Linked DNA regions of Mus musculus: regions 1 and 2 are each linked to region 3. A link is a contact called in public HiChIP or PLAC-seq and promoter capture Hi-C data. All regions are on one chromosome and are shown on one strand. Each heading gives the region's core, a stretch centred on a gene start, on an enhancer-like site or on the middle of the called end of the contact. The rest is flanking DNA. Distances are from core to core; before and after follow the strand shown. Region 1 has its middle 27 kb from the start of Rtp1. Region 2 overlaps St6gal1 (beta galactoside alpha 2,6 sialyltransferase 1). Region 3 holds the start of St6gal1 (beta galactoside alpha 2,6 sialyltransferase 1).

Region 1 (4,152 bases), core at 1,608-4,107, 230 kb after region 3:
ATAACATATAACATATAACATATAACATAACACTGTCTCCAACAGGAACATGAAGATTCTCCTTGGGATGGCCCTCCTAGGAAAGTGGGGACAGGAAGGCATGTCATGAGGACATGCTGTCAGCATGTGCTGGCGTCACTGACTAACTACTATTCATCCTTTGGGAGGCCATCTTGAACCTTTTGCCCCCTTTTCCCTGGCAAATCTTGTAGCTAGTTCACAGGAGACAGCATGTAACCACTTGGAAGCTCACGGGTGAAACAATGGATGATTGCTACACAGTCAAAATTTTAAACTGTGATGAGATAACATATGTACAAGGATTTAAATATGGTGAAGAGTTTAGAACACAGGCCCATAATAGAACCCAGGAAAGTAAGAGCCAGGCAGTTTTTAGAAGAAATTTAGGAAGTTTGATGCTATCTCTAGTCCCCTTCACCTAGAAGTGTACAATGACTCAGGGACTGAGGATGTTGCTCGGGCCCCAGACTTGGAGCCATGGCTCCTTAGGTCAAGTTCAGGATTCATTTCTGAAATCATAGGAGGGTGGCTTTCAAATGCAGTGGTCAAGTTCACTTCTGCAGGGACTGTGCTTCTTGGAGCCTGGCCTGTTCTTGCTAATTTGGTATGCAGTCTTCGTGGTGTGCAGATGAATCACGAGCCTGCTGGGTACCCGCACTCGCTGTGTTCTGGGAGAGTTTCTGTATTCTGAGGTTTTTACTCTATGCCAGACACATAGAGTGGTATTTTGAGGCTGGAGCCCATGACCAGTTAAACAAACATATCAAACTTTCTGTGACTTTGAGTCCCATTAAATTTTCAAGTTGAGTTTGGCCCCCATCTTTTATCATTTCCTTCCTCCCGGCCTCTAAATCCTAGAGCAGGCAGTATACAGCAGGAGGCCCAACGCGTGGCCAGGAAATGATTGCTTGCAGGATATAAATTATACCTCACCTCCATCAGGTTCTCTGGAAACCTCTGTAAGAACTGCTTCCCCCAGCCACTGACGATGACCATGGTTCCTGTTGGACACAGTATGAGGAGAGAGTGAGAGAGGCTGAGGTGAGGGTGCTGAAGATTGCCCTGCCAAGGGCATCATCCTCTGCTGGAGGAGAAAGGGCTGAAATGGCTCCCTCGGAGGGAGAGGGTGGGAGTGCTGCTGAGGTGGAGGGCATTGCTTCTGTGATGGGTTACCTGGTTTCTTGGTTGATCTACCTCAACCTCCTGGCAGCTGGCAAGGCGCTGAGGCTGTGTGAGAGCTGTAATCTCACACATCCTGTTCCCCATGTCTACAGTATTGTTAGGGTGTAGGAAGGAGGTGCCTGGGCAGAGGCTATGAATAAGCAAGGAGCCCAGCATAGAGAGCAACAGGTCAGGCAACATTTTCTCCCCTTGCATCAATTTAAGCCTCAGACTCCATATCTGTGAAACAAAGAGGTAGGACTTGGTAATCCCTAAAACTAGCCATGACATCCTATAAGTTTATGAAATCTCAGATGTGGGGACAATGTGAATCCGGGCTAAGGGTAGAGAAGTCATTGTATTCTTATTTAATAAGGAGGCTTGGATGCAGAAAACATGGCTACATTTAAGTTCTGAGACCATTAACTGTGCTTCCACACCTGCTCCTAAGACATGATGTGCCTCAGCTTTTCTCTTTTCCTTCCTTCCTTCCTTCCTTCCTTCCTTCCTTCCTTCCTTTCCTTCCTTCTTTTCCTTCCTTTCTCCTTCCCTCCCTCTCTTCCTCCCTCCCTCCCTCCTTCCTTCCTCCCTCCTTCCTCCCTTCCTTCCTTCCTTTCTCCTTCCCTCCTTCCCTTCTTTCCTCCCCTCCTTTCTTTCTTTTTTCTCTCTTTCTTCCTTTCTCACTTTCTTTTTTGCATTTTATTAGTTCATTTTATATTTTTATAATGTATTTTGATCATATTCATCATCTCTCTCCCATCTCTTTCTCCCAGATCTATCCACTCCTTCCCTGCTCACTCAACTTTGTGACTTTTCTCCTTTATTTTATTTTATTTTATTTTATTTTATTTTATTTTATCTTTTTCCTTTCCTTTCCTTCGCCTTCCTTTTTCTTTCTTCCTTCCCTTCCTTCCTTTCTTAAACCCTACAGATCTAATCTGTTTAGCCTGTGTTACTATTGGGCATGCGGCCTTTCACTGGAGTGTGGTTAGCCCTCCAGAGGCGGCACCTTTAAATTAAACTGACTCACCTTTTCACAAAAGCTCTCAATTGCCAATATCTCTTCAGTTAGGGTGAGACTTTGTGCCTATCTCCCTTCCCCATGATGGGATTTTGTCTGGCTTGGGCTTGCAAAGGTCTTATGCGTAGTATCACATGTGCGCAGTTGCTCAGTTATGTCCAGAAGAGAGCCTCCCTGTAGGCATCCATCACTTTCTGCCTGCCTCTTCCGCAGAGATCCCTGAACCCTGGCCTGCCAGGGGTATGACACAGATATCTCATTTAGGCCTGAGCAGTCTTATTCTCTGCAACTTGACCAGTGTGGGTCTTTGGGTTAATCTCTATCTTCTGAAGAAAGATGTTTTTCTAGCTTGAGTTGAGAGGTGCAGTAATCTATGGGCATAGCAGTAAGCCACTCCGAAAATGTCCTTCAAGGCTTCTAGGAGGCATAAATAAGTTAGTGAGGGCCAGGAGCTGGAACATGTGAAGTACACAGTGCCTGATTAATCAGAGCCACACAGTTCCTGCCAGCTCACTTCTCTTAAGCATTTCTCAGATTCTGGCTTTTTTATTTTTTTATTTGACATCTTTAATCCTCAGGAAATGAGTGAGGATATGACACACTGAATTCCAAGGAAAAGGAGGCCAGCTGGCCTGGGTTGGCCTCCTGCCCTTAGCTAGACATGTTCTGATTATGGTATTTCATTTTAATAACACAGGCAGCCTGATGGGGCTTTGCGTCCAGTTGAGAGGTGAAGGACTTAAGCTTACTGAGCCTGGTGGCATCCTCAAGATGACTCACCAGGAAAGCCAGCACGATAATTCGAACTGTGCTGGTGATCAACTACTGTCCCTTAGCTACAGCTTGTCCTGCCACCGTTTATTGGGTGTGTAGGGCTGGGCCTTGAAGCTTGAACCCAGAGCATACAAGGCAAGCGATTGCAGGACTCTGTTGCCAGCCTGAGCCACCCCCAGCCATGCTTCTCTCTGTGTGCTACTCTGTCATGCTGGGGGTGACAACTCAACTAATGGGATTTTCAGGAAAGGGGGACACTTTCTACTCTTCCAGGCTCCCTCAGTCCAGCCTCTTACTTCAGTCCCCTCCCCTAGTCTACATGAGATAATTTCTTCCTGCAGGCACATCTCCCTTTTCTCAGAATTTCCCATTTACTTATTTAGCTCACCAATACTTGATGCTAACTCCTCTATTATAGACACTAGGCTGGTTTTGTGTTCCTATATGGAAAACACATACGATTGTTTACCTTGTGCCTAATACAACAACTGTGTCACCATGGAATTAGTTCCAATTTTGTTATAGGGGAAGCAGTAGAAAAATCACACACACACACACACACACACACACACACACACACACACACAGTGTGAGAGGAGGTATCCTACCACAGCCTCAGCAACTCTGGAGGAGACCACTTTGTCGTCGCCGCAGCTGCAGTACAGGATGTGGTCAGGGGACAGATACTGTGCTGGCTAGTCTTTATGTCAACCCGATATAAGCTAGAGTTACCAGAGGGGAGGGAATCTCAGTTGAGAAATATTCTCTATAAGACTGTGCTATAGGCAAACTTGTAGGACATTTTCTTAATCAGTGATTGATGGGGAAGGGCCCAGCCCATTGTGGGTGGTGTCATCTCTGCATTGGTTCTGGGGGCTATAAGAAAGCAGACTGAGCAAGCCACCAGGAGCAAGCCAGTAAGCAGTACCCCTCCATGGCCTCTGCAACAGCTCCTGCTTCCAGATTCCTGCCCTGCTAGAGTTCCTGTCCTGACTTTCTTCAGTGAAGACCAGTAATATGGAAGTGCAAGCCAAATAAGCTCTCTCCTCCCCAGGTTGCTTTTGGTCATGGTGTTTCACCACAGCAATAGTGACCCTGACTAAGATAAGTACCTTCAGTGGAAGGCTGCTCAGGCAGACAGACAGGCATCACAAAGTCGTTCAGCCTCGGGCTCT
Region 2 (4,123 bases), core at 1,354-3,853, 130 kb after region 3:
TTCTTCGAAACCTATAAGAGTTACCGAAGGCTTCACCCCAGCCAGCCTTTTTACATCCTCAAGCCCCAGATGCCATGGGAACTATGGGACATCATTCAGGAAATCTCTCCAGATCTGATTCAGCCGAATCCCCCATCCTCCGGCATGCTGGGTGAGTGCGTGTGTGGAGAAGACCTGTGATTGTTTGGTAGAGGACTGGCTTTCTTCTTCGGTCTCGTTCATGCACCAGAACAACTTTTCTACTTGTGCACTATACTAAATCTTATCTTACATAAGGTATAATTTTTATTCTTAAGAGGTCTGCTGAGGGAACTTAGTCAGGCATCCAAGGCCACATTCAGTTTGGGCCACAATGAGGAGACTGCCATCCTGTTGTAAGAGAGAAGGCCCCTGGTAGCTGACGGTCAGAGATTTCTATGGAAGAGAGGGGAGCTTGACATGCAGTGATAGTGTAATGGGAGGCACACCCAAAGAGGAGGAAGGGAGGAGATAGGACCTTGGATGGAATAAGCAAGACCCTTGTCTTAGGCTTACAATTCAGAGAGTATGCTAAAGCTTACTAGTCAAGTGATGTTTTAATGCAATATCTTTAAAAATCACAATGCCAGAAATTATAATGAACAACAACAACAACAAAAAGGTTTCATAGGTAACTATGGATAGAAGTGGTAACATTGCTCTGCAGAGTCATGTTGGGAACCTGACACAGACAAAAGTTTATCATACCTCTCCTGGCTTTGTGGATGCTTTAGTTGAAACCATGAGAGAAGCTGGGCTAGCTTGTCTAGATGGGGTCATGTAGGAAACGGGAAGCAGATTTGGGGTGGACTGGGGATAAGGGTACTGAATGCTGGTCAAAGTCTCTCTTCTTAAGCTCTCTCCCTGTCCCTCAGATCTTAATGCCCATCCATCCTTCCCTCCCTTTCTCTTGGGATGGACCACTGGGGCATTCCCATGAATGGACAGGCTGTCTCTGCAGAGGGATGGACACTCCTTCCATGGGCAACTGTAGTGCAAACCTTTAACGAGATGTTTCCAGGGACTCACCACTGTGCAGTTTATCTGTCTACTTCCCATACTAGAGGGCTAACTGTCTTTCACTTATCCTGTGGGTCTGGCATGGTAAAATTTCCCTTAGTAAATGAGCAGCTTAGTTTTCTGCTAGAGGCAGGGATGAAAAGACATAGGGGCCCTTGCAGTACGTCAGCCCCTTTTACCCTCTGCTTCAGCGTTCGGGTAGGTGCATCTGGGCTCTTCCTAGAGCTTTTAGAGCAGCAGTGGTTGGTGTGCTGAGGAACAGACTTCCTGTTGCCCCAGGGCCCTGCTGCTGTCTGCGTTGCCCCTGCCATACCTGTCCCCTCCTAACCACACGCCTCCCCTCTGCTCCCCTCTCTAGGTATCATCATTATGATGACGCTGTGTGACCAAGTTGATATTTACGAGTTCCTCCCATCCAAGCGCAAGACAGATGTGTGCTACTATCACCAGAAGTTCTTTGACAGCGCCTGCACGATGGGTGCCTACCATCCGCTCCTCTTCGAGAAGAATATGGTGAAGCATCTCAATGAGGGAACAGATGAAGACATTTATTTGTTTGGGAAAGCTACCCTGTCTGGCTTCCGGAACAATCGCTGTTGAGCCAGGCATCCTCATCCTTCTCCATAAGTCATTTTATGGCTGCTCTCCTGGTTACCACTGCTTGAAGGAGTGTTTTTATTCAACAGGCCCAGCCTGCTTCTTGCACTCTAGGGAATTTTGTTGGCGAGGGTTCTGGGGCCTCCAGTGTCTGATGGCAAGGAGGCAGACCCAGCCTTCCCTGCAGGCACAGAGTATGGGAGCCCAGATTCTTGCCGTACACATTTCTCCTGACAACATCCTCCTCTCCTTTCACATGAGTAGGGGAAAGAGCCACATTTCTCACCAGGGTTGCCAAAACTAGACTTTGTTTTTTCCAACTGAATGATGTCATCCTAACAAAGGAGCACCTTCCGTGGCTTAAATCTCTCCCTAGGTGGTGATTTCACATCTCCCAGATCATGATTTGTGTCAGATGCAGGGTGGCTTCAGGGAGGGGAGGCAAATAATTGGGACACGGTGGGGAAGCCTACTCAGTTACTCTAGAGTAAAGTTGTTCCCAAGGGTAGTCCCTTTTGATCCTTAATCCTGGGTGCTTATGATCTTGCAAAGGATCTTGGGTAGCTCACTTCCCACTCTCCATGGAGACAGAAGGTACAAAACCTCCCATCTGTCCCCAACCTGATCAGAGTTGAGTAAAAGAGAGAGACACCCAACAGGCAGCTAGAATGCAAACATTCCGTGCGCTCAGTGATTTGGGCTCCTCTCTGAGAGCGTGCTGTCTGTACACCCAGCAGGGGCCAGTTCTACTGTGTTCTTGTTGAGCAAGAGCACTGGGGAAGCTCTTAGAGGAAGAAGAGAAACACACCGTCTTCTTCAGAAGAAGTTTTCACTTTCCCCTTTATCACTGATGTTAGAACATGGAAACCCAAGGTATTTTTGTTAGAAAGTCCCTACCCACATTGGCACCAAGTGCTGCCCCACAGGAGACAGCAGATTAGTCAGATAGGCTGGGGCTCTTTTATTTTATTTTATTGTTTTAGCTGTCTACTCCCTAACCTTCTCCTAATTGCTATCATTACTCTCCCTTACAGCAGGCTTCCCTCCCAAATTACTTTTAATCATTTTCTGTTTTGCAATTACCCCAACTTTCGCTGACCTTATGGGCCCCCCCGCCCCCCATGAAAGGTCTCTCAGGGCATGGGGAATATGGTTTCTGGGACTTAGGTTAGAATCTTAATCATAACTGATTCTCACAAGGGGTGAGGTGTGTGATCACAGATTGCCCTGCTCCCCCTGCAAGGGAGTAGCATTGGTCTCTGGGCAGGGAGGACCCACCCTGTTTGGCAAGCATACTCTCACAAGGATTTTCTGAGACCTCTCTACCTGGTGGGAAACCACAGCAGCCCACTCAGCCCCTGGTGTGGAGTGGTTCAGTGACTTACAGATCAGAATTAATGCTATTGAATCAAGGTCACTGAGACACAGTCTACTGGATTCCCAAGGCTGTGCTCACAGGGCTTCGGTGTTTCGAGCTGCAGACCCACAGTCTCAGAGCTCAGAAACTTGTTTACTGCTGACCCCCTTGCCTTATGCGGGCAATAGAAAGCCCGGAGTGAAAAGCCCTGGCTTTCCAGGTTGACCCCCACTTCCTCACTGTGCCACTTTGTTTCCATATCTGTAAAATGGGGGTGACAATCCTACCTCACAAGGCTGTGTGGGGACCGCAGGAAAACATATATCTGGGCTGTGTGAGGACCACTGGAAAGCACGTGGCTGGGCTGTGTCCACGGTGCATAGGAAGTAGGTACCCTGATGTCTTTCCTTGTTTCCTTATGGAGGGTCACACCCATACTGGGCCTTGCTGCAGGAGAGGGCAGTAGAGAAAAGCAGGGCATCCTTTCTGTTGTGAGGCATCTGCATCATTTGCAACGTGCAGGAGCCTACCTGTCTTGCTGCCTGCACCTCAGGGTGTGCAGAGCATTGGGCTGCTTGGCCGCTGTGGGGGTTAGGTCTAGGGAATTCCTGGCTCATTATAAGGCATCAGGACTGTGGATAGAGTGCCCAGGAAGCTGATGTTCCTTCAAGAGGTCAGCAAGAGGTACATTAGAGATGGAGACTACACTGGGTAGATTCTAGTTTTTAGTTCTTATTAATGTGGGGGAGTAAATTAATAAGTGTAATATGATTCTGATGTCTGTTAGACTTTCTCTGTGCTCTGTAAATGTGGATACTTGAGTAAAGTGGACTACGGAGTGGATGTGGGCGTCACTGTTAGTCTGATGAGGTATTTAGTATTTGCGACAGGTAGTTTAAAATCTGTGACTGAGTGCTATAGGAAAGTGTCTTTCTACGTGGGCACTGACGTCACTAGCCATCTATGCATCCTAAATGCAGGATCCTCTTGATTCCTTCTGCCAATCAAATCTCTCATTGCTCTTGGTTTCCGGGTTTGTGTCAGAAACTTTTAAAACATACCTGTTAATTCTAAATTATCCAAAGATTATGTGCAAATTTTAAAATAAATATCTTTTTCAGAAATCTGCTG
Region 3 (3,748 bases), core at 504-3,003:
GCTTCTTTTTAGGTTTGCCACAGTGTGTGGGTATTATCAATGTGGCAAGTTCAAAACCCAGAGTGAACCCCTTCCCTTTCCCCCCCATTGACTGGTTAGAGTTCTAGAAAATAGAACTTAAGAGTAGATGCTGTATCCCATTTTAAAAGAGTCTCTTTCCTATTGTATGGTTCTTAGTTCTTAAATTGAGTGGAAACAAGAGGGAGGTTGAAAGAAAGGATTGAGGCTTTCAATGAACGTGAGGGATACTGAGATTTCTCAAGGGCCTGGGTGACTTAATTTCCTCATCCACAAGTGGGTTTAACACCTTACTGTGTATAACACTGAAACCAGCACTGTGTCTTTGGTGATTCTTGTCTAGATGCCTTTTCTTCATTTCCTGTGTCAGCGTCACAGTTCAGGTGCTTAAGCGATCTCCACTGTCTGTCAGCTCCCAAGTCAGTCTGAGATTCTCACTTAAAGTCCTCGCTCCTGTTTCCATCTTCAAGAACCGCGACCGAAGAATCTACCTAAAGCACAAGGATGCACTGTGAGCCATGCATTAAAATCGTTTAATGGCCTCTTAATGTAGAACAAAATCTTCGACTTTCAGTTAGCACCCTTTCAGAAACAGTCACCCGGGGTCTGCTTTCATTGGCTCACAGCAGAGTGCACTATTATGAGCATGCTCAGTAGGCTAGACTCTACGTTACTTGCTCCACATAAATCATTTCGTGTAAACATGATCCTTAGTGCTGTCTTCTAGCTCTCCATGTTGCAGAAGAGGAAAGAATGGCCCAGAAAGACTGTGGAACTCACCCAAGAACAAATAGCTTCTTGGCCACAGAACTGAATTCACTGTCTGGCACTTTCTGATTTGGGTCTCTGGCTCCAGAGCAGCTGGGGGAGGGTGAGCAGCTAGGGGCTCAGAATCAAAGGATGGAGGAAGACAATCTGAAAGACAGGTGCTGGGGAGGAGGCGGCAATCTTTTCTTTCCCAGGTTGGTGGTGGGAAGCGGCTATCTGGACTTGAAGAGAACGCTCTGGTCCTGGCTCCAGCAATCTTACTGTAGAGGCTATTTTGCTACACAGAAAACCCAGACCAGCAATTTTCTGCGTTCTTGGAGCTCTATTTGATTCCTCTCCCAGCTCAGAGGTGGATATTTGGGATGTGATTACTGCCTCAGAGTAGTCAAATCTCTTCTCTAGGATAGAAAGGACCGAAGGAGCGGCCAGATGGTGGCTTCCAGTTCTCTTACAGAGGAAAGTTTTCAGTCTTTCGGAAGTGGTCTGTGGGTAATCAGAGATGGTCAGACTGCCAGACTGCTTCTTCAACAAGATGTTTCCTCCTGACTTCTCCAGCAGCCGTATCCTAAGCCCAGTGGAAGGAAGGTGCCCGGCTGTCTTTACCTTTGTAACCGGGTCCTGCCTGCCTGCGTACCTACTGTGAGAGTTCCAGGTCGCAGGACTCCAGAACATCTAAAAAAAAAAAAAAAAAAGTTTGACAAGGCTGTGTACAGGATACACTTAATGTTGGGGGATTTTTGTTAAACTCTAAATACTACAGTCTAAGATGTATGTGTCCTACATAAAAATTTGAGTTTTCACAGGGGTTAAATGACTTGTTTGATCAGGATCACCCTGTGCAGAGCCAGGACAAGCACTCTGGTAAGAACGTTTTCGCCAGATAACACTGAATCCAATCCATCGGGACACGCAGGGGGTGGGGGTGGAGGCAGCATTTGGGCTTCCTTGCCTGCCGCATTGCTCCGCCCCAAAGGCTTGCTCTTTGTGGACAGACTGCAAGATTCCCTGCATTACGGGGAGCCCTAAGCAGGCACCTTTAACCTTGAGCCTGCTCGCTAGCGACCTCCAGAGGGCCAGGATGGTTTGGGACCGGTGTGATAGAGCACTTTTCTAGTTTTAACGACTCTATTTGCATAACGGAGACCAAGCGTCCTCCCGCCGGTCTGCCGTGCTTTTCTTCCCTCCTTCCCGGTCCTCTGTACCCTCATCTGTGCTCCCTCTCTGCTTCCCAGAAGATCCGTTCTCAAGGGGACTCACTCGGAGCTTGAGTCCCGGGCTCTTCTCCCTCGGCCCGGCAAGATCCAGAGGCACCTGGGGGAGTGGAGTTGAGCGCCAGCCTGGGTTGGGGAGCCGCCCTGGCACTGCCCGACCCTAACAAAGGGAATCGGACTGCGCGCCGTGCGAGCGCTCGGTGGGCTCAGCGACCGCAGCCGCCTTCCCGATTGAGAGAGCTGCAAGTGAGTAGGGGCGAGGCGGGCGGCACGGGTCTGAAGAAGGAGTGCAGGGGTGCGCTGAGAGGCAGCCCTAGCTGCGGGAGTAGGAGCCGCCGCCCCGGGCTGGGGATGTCTGTCGCGGGTCCAGGGGAGGGACCGCCTTGGCCTCCCCTCCCTAATCCCCCACCCCCACCCCCACCCCCCGGCACGCCAGCCTGCGCACCCATAACAAACCCACGTGTGCGGGGACGCAGGAACCTACACTGCAGCGTCTGTATTGTGTAAGGCGTTGACTCGCGGAGTGAGGGTCTCTTTAGATCTTGCCCACTTTGGTAACAGAGCAGGAAAACAAGCCCGGTGGAAGGAGAGGGGGAGCGCAGGCACCACAACAAACGCACGTGTGCCCCGGCTGAACCTCTTTTGGTCAGGTTATTGTTCCAGCCAAACCAACGGGTGCGGCGCTTGGAGGCCACCTACTACTGCTGGAGAGGTGGGGACCTTTCGCAGCGGTGCTCTGTGAAGGGACGGACTAAACCTGTTGATTTTTAAAGGAAAAAGAAAATACAAACAAGAAAGAGCCGACAAAAAGCCCCCACCCCACCCACACGTATGCTTCACCCATTGGCACGGGTTTGGAGGTGAAACCTACAAGCCCTCATCTCTTCTTCGAGATTTTCTTAAGAGTCGTGGGCTGAACTAAGGATCTGTAGGGTACCCTTCTAAAATAGACCCTGCCCGACACACCATTGTCCCCGTGCACTGGCGACTGCCCCTGTTGGGGAATCTCGAGCGCCTCCCTAGCTTGCTGAAAGAATAGTTCATTTTAACAAAATCCACCAGTGAGGTCTTGGGTTTTGCTTGCTCTTCGCCTGGGAGCTCCCTGTGGCTAGACATTTCAGGTGTCACTGGCCCTGGCCACACAAGGCCAACGGGGGCCCCTCGTCTAGACGGGGACGTATCGGAGGCTCGCAGAGGTAGGTCCACTGTTTGCTGTGCTTTCCCCTTAACTTTCACTCTGCTCACGCAGCCGGATTTTTAGCGTATTGAGGTCTGGGCTTGTCAGCTCTGAGGAAAAGTTGAGGACAGGAAGGGGGCGGTGAACGGATCCTAGGCGACCTGTGCAGGAGTGACAGCATTTTACCAATCTGATGCTGCACCTCGAGTAGTCCCTGTGGAGACTAACCTGTCTCTGAAGACAACTGGACAGCCTTCAACCGTGTACCTTTGTTATTGAAAAAATCCAGGCGACAGCTAGGGAACCTTTTTAATTTTACAGGCAGGAAGCTGAGGTCTGAGAGTTCAGCCCCTTGGGTCTTCCAACTGCTCGGCCTTCATCCAGAGGATTCTGCGGTCGGCTTAAAAGGCAGTAGCCTCAGGCAGGGCGGAGTGAAACAAAGAAAATAATTCAAATTGGAAACTGCGCCCTTCCATTATACCTTTCTAGAGTTCTCTGTTTTAGTGGAGAAGAGGGACTTAGCATTTCCCCCACTTCTCAGCCTGTCCCGCTTCATAACTTTGCTCTGCTCTCC

The links. Promoter capture Hi-C pulls out the DNA fragments that hold promoters and counts their contacts. HiChIP or PLAC-seq counts read pairs in DNA pulled down with a chosen protein or histone mark.
Region 1: a contact with region 3 is called in a promoter capture Hi-C map of the SN4741 cell line, with 2.6 times the contacts expected there. The contact joins the enhancer-like site here to the promoter of St6gal1 in region 3. A contact is called at or near these places in 3 of 39 promoter capture datasets (the SN4741 cell line and liver) and 1 of 9 other capture datasets (liver).
Region 2: a contact with region 3 is called in an H3K27ac HiChIP or PLAC-seq map of microglia, with 3 times the contacts expected there. The contact joins the enhancer-like site here to the promoter of St6gal1 in region 3. A contact is called at or near these places in 9 of 39 promoter capture datasets (the 3T3-L1 cell line, HPC-7-derived erythroid cells, the SN4741 cell line and 5 more), 1 of 15 datasets of contacts at CTCF or cohesin (large pre-B cells), 4 of 484 Hi-C or Micro-C datasets (the AML12 cell line, neurons, spermatogonial stem cells and 1 more), 9 of 115 datasets of contacts at active chromatin or transcription factors (bone marrow-derived macrophages, craniofacial prominence, embryonic hindbrain and 5 more) and 5 of 9 other capture datasets (adipose tissue, embryonic stem cells, liver and 2 more).

What each region holds. Positions count from the first base shown.
Region 1 is chr16:23,453,909-23,458,060 of GRCm38.p6, forward strand. It overlaps a transcript of Masp1 not described here. Among named protein-coding and RNA genes, the nearest start is that of Rtp1, 27 kb to the left of the region's middle. Within about 2 kb of position 2,858, at least 67 of the 459 cell types and tissues checked have an H3K27ac peak or open chromatin away from gene starts, as enhancers often do. A contact at or near this core is called in the SN4741 cell line, where this site is marked.
Region 2 is chr16:23,356,233-23,360,355 of GRCm38.p6, forward strand. St6gal1 (beta galactoside alpha 2,6 sialyltransferase 1) reads left to right here. Exons shown (of 8, transcript NM_145933.4): 7 at 1-151; 8 at 1,397-4,118. The coding sequence ends at 1,638. Among named protein-coding and RNA genes, the nearest start is that of Gm30814, 32 kb to the left of the region's middle. Within about 2 kb of position 2,604, at least 7 of the 459 cell types and tissues checked have an H3K27ac peak or open chromatin away from gene starts, as enhancers often do. A contact at or near this core is called in microglia, where this site is marked.
Region 3 is chr16:23,222,987-23,226,734 of GRCm38.p6, forward strand. St6gal1 (beta galactoside alpha 2,6 sialyltransferase 1) reads left to right here and starts at 1,754. Exons shown (of 8, transcript NM_145933.4): 1 at 1,754-2,243. It overlaps BC106179 (cDNA sequence BC106179), which reads right to left and starts at 2,498. Exons shown (of 3, transcript NR_152126.1): 1 at 2,482-2,498; 2 at 799-1,458; 3 at 1-509.